Regions from separate parts of the Mus musculus genome. Here region 2 is linked to region 1. A link is a contact called in public HiChIP or PLAC-seq data. All regions are on one chromosome and are shown on one strand. The core of a region is the stretch at or near the end of the contact, and the rest is flanking DNA. Distances in the headings are between cores, read along the strand shown.

Region 1 (3,107 bases), core at 203-2,702:
TTATTTTCCAACTTTACATTGTTCCATCACTGGGCCTGGGTTGGGATCTAGTCACAGCCTGTACACTTGCACAGCTGACAGCAGACTTCAGCTGTTTAAATACTGCCTTTGTGGGAAGACTTCTGTCTTAGGTACCAGGATGGCTGTGAATTGTGGAATTTTATCCTAACTTACCTGGTAACTTATTAACTCTGCAGACAGCCCAGTGCTTGGCTAGCCATTGATCAGTCTATTCTGTCTGCAGAGATGACCCCCCGCCATCACCCCAGCCCTGTCTCACCACCTTAATCTTATTTCTGCTCTACAACATGATATGATGCCTTTACATCAAGATGTTATTACTACACACTCCATTCAAACCGTACCCTGGCTATTTGCTTAACAAAGAGCACATTTGGGTTACTGAAATGAATGTTTAAATGAGCAATGTGGGCTATGAGAACGCTTAGCAGGTCAAAAGCTTATGAGTCTTATCCACACAAATATGAAGGGAGACAATCAACTCTACTAAGAGGTCTTCCACATTTGCCACAAACAGAATTACTCACATACAAATGCATAAACAAGACGGAAGTAAAAAATGATCAACAGAAAGAGGCAAGCACGTATCCAAAATCCCTGCAGCTGGAGGCCGAGGCAAGAGAATTCCCCAAGTTTGCATCAAAAGTGTGAACCAGCCAGGGTTATGTGGTGAGATCCTGTCTTAAAAAAAAGACCTAGACCAATGTTTTCATTTCTACTGATACCAACTATGACTCAAGAGAAGCAGCAGTAGGTCAAGCTTCCAGAGGGGAATGAATATGCAACCAGTGATGCACACAGTCAGCATTCACGATGAAGACACAGGAAATGGCCAGTCTGAGGACAGCCTGGGCTAGACAGCAAAGAAACCCTGTGTGTTTGTTTGTTATTTTATCCTATCCCTCTTCAAAATCATTGAGTGTATTGTGCTCTGACAGTAATATCACTCTCTACCTATGTGGGACTGAATGGTATACTCACAAGATTCCTATCTGCAGTTTTAACCACAGGACCTGAACATGTAAGTGTATTTGCAAACAGTTTTTAAAGAGGTATTATAGGTAAGATAGTTCTTTCTTCTACTCCTCTTAGGGTATCACTGTGCAGGCTTTAGCCTGGTCTAGCAAGCTGGTGTTGAACTCCCAGGTACACCTGCCTCTGCACTGAAAGTGCTAGGACCGAAGGTGTGCACTACCACACCTAGCTTAAAATGCTATTGAGGGAAATAGATAAGCAGATGTGGGCAAGGGAAAGGGAGAGACAGATGGACCTTCCGTCTGCACGGTCAGGAGAGAAGGACCAGTGAAGGCACCATCTACATGTGAAGACCAAACCCACAGGCCAAGGAGAGGAGTCTGGATAAAGCCCATCCTGCTGATATCTTAAAGTTCTCTGCTGTCTAAGCAGCTCAGAGCTGCTGAGTCACCATCTCACCGCAGCTGCCTGACCTTTACCTACTTCCTAAACAAGGAAAAGTAACTGAGGGGTAATCACAATACAAAATATGCAAAATGATGATGATGGCGGCGGCGACGATGATACAAAGCAAGAGGCCCTAGAACCTTTATCCTCTATGAATAAATACATTTACTATAGCTCTCCCGGCCTCCCCCACCTCCGTGTGTGTGTGTGTGGGGGGGGGGTGTACGCTGTATGCAGGAATATACACCCATGTGAGCATCTGTGGAGGCATTTTTGAGACAGGATCTATTACTGGATCAGACTGTCTGGGCTAAGCTGGCTGAATCTGTATTTTTCCATCACCTAACCCTAGTGTTACTGTAGCCACATGCAGTTCTACATGTGTGTGGGAGATGTGAACTCAGATCCTTCTGTTTTCATAGCAAGGGGTCTTTCCCACTGAGCCATCTTCTTCTTTTTTTTCTTTTTCTTTTTTTCTTTTTTTGTTTTTTTTTTTTTGAGACCGGGTTTCTTTGTGTAGCCTTGGCTGTCCTGGGACTCACTCTATAGCCCAGGTTGGCCTTGAACTCAGAAATCTGCCTTCCTCTGCCTCCCAAGTGCTGGGATTAAAAGCGTGCACCACCATGCCAAGCTCCACTGCGCCATCTTTAAAGAAGGACTAACACAGTGCACACAGTTTTTCATGCACTAGTGTGCTAAGGATAGGTTTCAGAGCACCACATAAACTCAGCTACTGCAGCCTCTCCTCCCATCTGATGTCTGCTTTAGATGAGCTGTACACATGCTGCCATATTCCAGACAGGTTATCAAGTCAGCAGCCTTTTACATGACACCGTGGTGGTATGCTGAGCTGGACGGAGTTCAAGTCAACTAATTAGTGTCAAATACCACACTTCATGCCATGTACAAGAGTCTATCATGACACGATAGCAGGAAGTTGTTCAACACACTCTCAATGTCTTAGTAAGGCTTTATTTAGGGTTTGTGCTTTTTGTAAGAAAGGAATAGAATGGTATTCAGCTAAGGTAGGGAAGATGCCTCAGTCAGCACAGCACACAAGCAGGAGGCCCAGAGCACAGCCAGATGCAGCGGCACAGTGTAGAACCCAGTGCTGGTTGCACACAGGAGGATCCTTAGTGCTGACGTCAGTCAGCCTACTTGACCCAGTGAACCCCAGGCTCAGTGAGGGACATCATTTCACAAAGTAAGGTTTGGAGGGCTGTTGAGGAGGACGCTACCGTTATGCACACCCACACAAACATGCACAGGCATCACATACATAAGCCAAAATGAATAATTTAATAAACCCTCAAAATCAGGGTATTATACATGGTTGGCAAGTCAAGTGTTCTAAATTCAGCTACATCCTCACTCTTTTATCTATCTATCTATCTATCTATCTATCTATCTATCTATCTATCTATCTATTTATGGTTTTTCGAGACAGGGTTTCTCTGTATACCCCTGGCTGTCCTGGAACTTACTTCGTAGACCAGGCTGGCCTCAAAACATCCTCACTCTATGAACAGAACTCAACTTACTCTTTAGATTCAAAGGTTTTCCTGAGCAGAGACCTAGGGCTGCTTTGCAAACCCTGCACTGTGTGCAGTAGACAAGGAGAGCTTGGGCTTGCCCAAGGCTGCCTTAGGTCTGACAGAATGTGC
Region 2 (3,107 bases), core at 227-2,726, 450 kb before region 1:
AGGGAAGGACTGCCATCAGGACAGGCCTGTCGGAACGTGGCAAGTGATATCTTGGGGTTATTGACTGGAAAGTAGAAGAAATAGCATAGAGGGCTGATATCTACCCGGCTCTAGTGCTTTAAGGCTTATTACACATAACTATACAGGTTTGTGTCTTTTGTTTGGGAACCAAATGATCTGAGGTGGGGTAGAAATCCCCAAATCATTTTTAAGAGGACACTGCTCCTCCTGCAAATGTGTCAGAGTGTACATGACAGGACCTGTGGCCACCCCTTGGCACTTGAGAGACTGACACAGAGGGGTCCCTTGCGCCTGGGACTGTAAGACCAGACTGAGCAACACTGGGAGACCCTGTCTTCCAAAAGAAAAAGCTAAAGCGGTCCTCTGAGGCAGCTGGAGGGAGCTCTGAACTTTGTCGCTGCCTGCTCCTGACCTGCAGTCATTCGCTGTGGCCCAGGAACAGGTCACTCAGGGAGCCATACTACAGCCACATTGTGAGAGACAGCTTGGAACAGGAGTGATGGTTCACCCAATGAGAATGTCTTTATGGAAAAAAGAAAAAGAAAAAAAAAAAAAAAACAAAACAAAAACAAGAGGAGGCATGGGCCGACTCACTCAGAGATTCTCTCAAGTTCACGGACCAGCTTGGAAAGGCCTACCACAACAAAGGAAACTTCCTGTGAGAAAGGCTGTAAGATGTGGGATTGTTTCCAGATGAGGATCTGCACCCGAGGCCCTGACCCGCTGTCCTCTCCAGGCTGTGGATCACATTCTACACATTCTGGCCATCTGCAGAGCCAGGCGTCCGGGCTGAGGTCACCACTGCAGGTGCTCCAGGCAACTACTTTATTCAACTGAGGAGCAGGAAAGAAGTGTGTGTGTATGGAGGGGGGGCGGGGGGGGGGGGAGACCAGGAAGGGAAAGGACAGGAAGCTTAAGGCGCTTCTGTTAGTCACACACAAGCGGAGGCTCCCGGGTAAAGAGACACATTGTAATTATGAAAGGGTGTCAACCAGAAAAAGTAACCATTTTACGGTGTGTCAGCCAATAGCAGGACTCCAACAGAGGAAGCAAGAAGTCACAGAGATGAAAGAGAAAGAGAAGGAAGCAAAAAGTCAGAGAGTAGAAGCCAGGAACTCAAGAACTGACAAGGAAACAGAGTGCCCTCCTCACCAAGCATGGAGGGAGGAAGACTGGGCGGGCGGCAGAAAACTCCTCCCCCAGCACCACCCCCAGGCCCAGTTGCTCACACTTGACTTTCTGGTGTCCTGCTCGCTCCTATGGTCATAACCTGGTTCAGAGCCACTCCTTCTCCCTCCCACGACTGGCAGGACCCCTGTCTCAATGGCAGCACTGCCGGGCAAGCCCCAATCGACCCACAGATGACTTTCACTTTCACGTGCACAAAATATACACATGCATGCGCCCCAGAATGTCCTCCCACAACGGCGGCCATCCCCCTCATGACAAGCAGGAATCAAAGTCCAGTGTGGCAAGAGGTCACACTGTGACAGCCGAGAGGGGCAGTGTGGGCCCGCAGGTTAAAACACAATCCCCAAGCCGGGAGGTGGTGGTGCATGGCTTTAATCCCAACACTCGGGAGGCAGAGACAGGAGAATTTCTGTGAGTTCGAAGCCAGCCTGGTCTACAGAGTGAGTTTCAGGACAGCCAGGGTTGCACAGAGAAACCCTGTAGCTGGCAGGGGGAGGAGGAGGAGGAGGAAGAGGAAGAGAAGGAGGAGGAGGAGGAGGGAGAAGAAAAGTAACAAACGACACCCAATGTATCCCAGCACCAGCTTAGTGCCGTGAGGCCCTGGGTTCGATTCTCAGCACCGCCAAGAACAGACACAACATAAGCGCTTCAAGTCTGTAATCCCAGCACTGAGGCAGAAGGATCAGAAGTTCACGGTCCTTGGCTACACAGCTAATGTGAGGCCCTCCTGCAACTCGTGAAGACCCCCTCTCAAAAAGAGAAACAAAAGGACCACCCACCAACCCCCTCTGAAGCCCAACACATAAGCAGGAGAAGTGGAGTCGCTCTGACTGAGGGAGGCAGAGGCTAGCGACCCCAGTTCTGGGAGCTGAGAAGGGCTGTTAGCATCCTGCTGCCAGAACATTAGGGGGACATGTCCCGGGCAGGCAAAGTAGGGCAAGGAGAGCACACAGAGCCAGGACAGGACAGAACCAGTGTACTGAACCAGGAGAGCAGGATGTTCAACAATCTACCACCAGCTGCATCAAACCGAGCCCCTTAGTGAGAGGATGACCTTTGACACCCTGGCCCCACACTCGGCCTGAGGGTGGGTGGGGCAGGGAACAGATAACCTGCCTCCTGGCCAACAGTCCTACTCCACAGGCACAAACAGGATGTTTGGAAACCGATGACAAGTGACCTCAGGAAGCCGGTGACAACCACCTCCAGGTGACACGCTTGCTTGTTCCGGCCTGGCCCCTTCAGCAAACCAACTAAAGACACAGAAGGGGCAGGAGGAATTCTAGAACCGCTCAGAACCAAGGCCATCCGAGGCAGTGAGGCAGGAGAGAGCGGCCACCGGCCGTCCAGCGGCTGCCTCAGCCCAAACACGGGGCAAGCCTGCCGGTCAGGAGGGTGACGAGACCACACAGCCACTCCTGTGGCAGAGAACTTTCCAAGCTGGGCAGCGGATGACCAGAAGGGCTCAGGCCGGCAGCCAAGGAGTGTCGGGGCGCAGGCACCGTGGCAGCTCCTTCTCGCCAGCCCCAGAGAAGCCAAAGCAAGGCTGCTGCCCCAGAGCTCATCCGGGATGAGAAGGCGCCCTGAGCAGCTGAGGCGCCAAAAGGCTGCAGGAACCGAGTGTGGACCATTTCTACCCAAGGAAGAGGGATGCTCCTAGAAACTGACAGAAAAAGCTCACCCAGGGTGCTGTGCCACTCCAAACCTAAACAGAGCCCAGGGCTGTCCCCAAAAGACCAGCTGCCCTGAGAGGAGATGGCCCGTGTCCACCCACCCACAGCCATTCCAGGTGTCCGTCCTGAACACAGCACACTCCCCCTTTCCCTTTTTAAAAAGTTTTAAGATTTATTTATTTTATTTGTATGAACATTATTCTGCCTGTATATGGAGTGTGT

What was found. HiChIP or PLAC-seq counts read pairs in DNA pulled down with a chosen protein or histone mark.
Region 2: a contact with region 1 is called in an H3K27ac HiChIP or PLAC-seq map of microglia, with 4 times the contacts expected there. The contact joins two enhancer-like sites. A contact is called at or near these places in 2 of 115 datasets of contacts at active chromatin or transcription factors (microglia and pancreatic cancer cells).

Annotation. Positions count from the first base shown.
Region 1 is chr5:115,067,491-115,070,597 of GRCm38.p6, reverse strand. The region is part of intron 2 of Sppl3 (signal peptide peptidase 3); the gene reads right to left. Among named protein-coding and RNA genes, the nearest start is that of Rpl37rt, 39 kb to the left of the region's middle. Within about 2 kb of position 1,452, at least 73 of the 459 cell types and tissues checked have an H3K27ac peak or open chromatin away from gene starts, as enhancers often do. A contact at or near this core is called in microglia and pancreatic cancer cells, where this site is marked.
Region 2 is chr5:115,519,995-115,523,101 of GRCm38.p6, reverse strand. All of the region lies in intron 1 of Pxn (paxillin), which reads right to left. Among named protein-coding and RNA genes, the nearest start is that of Gm13840, 11 kb to the right of the region's middle. Within about 2 kb of position 1,476, at least 178 of the 459 cell types and tissues checked have an H3K27ac peak or open chromatin away from gene starts, as enhancers often do. A contact at or near this core is called in microglia and pancreatic cancer cells, where this site is marked.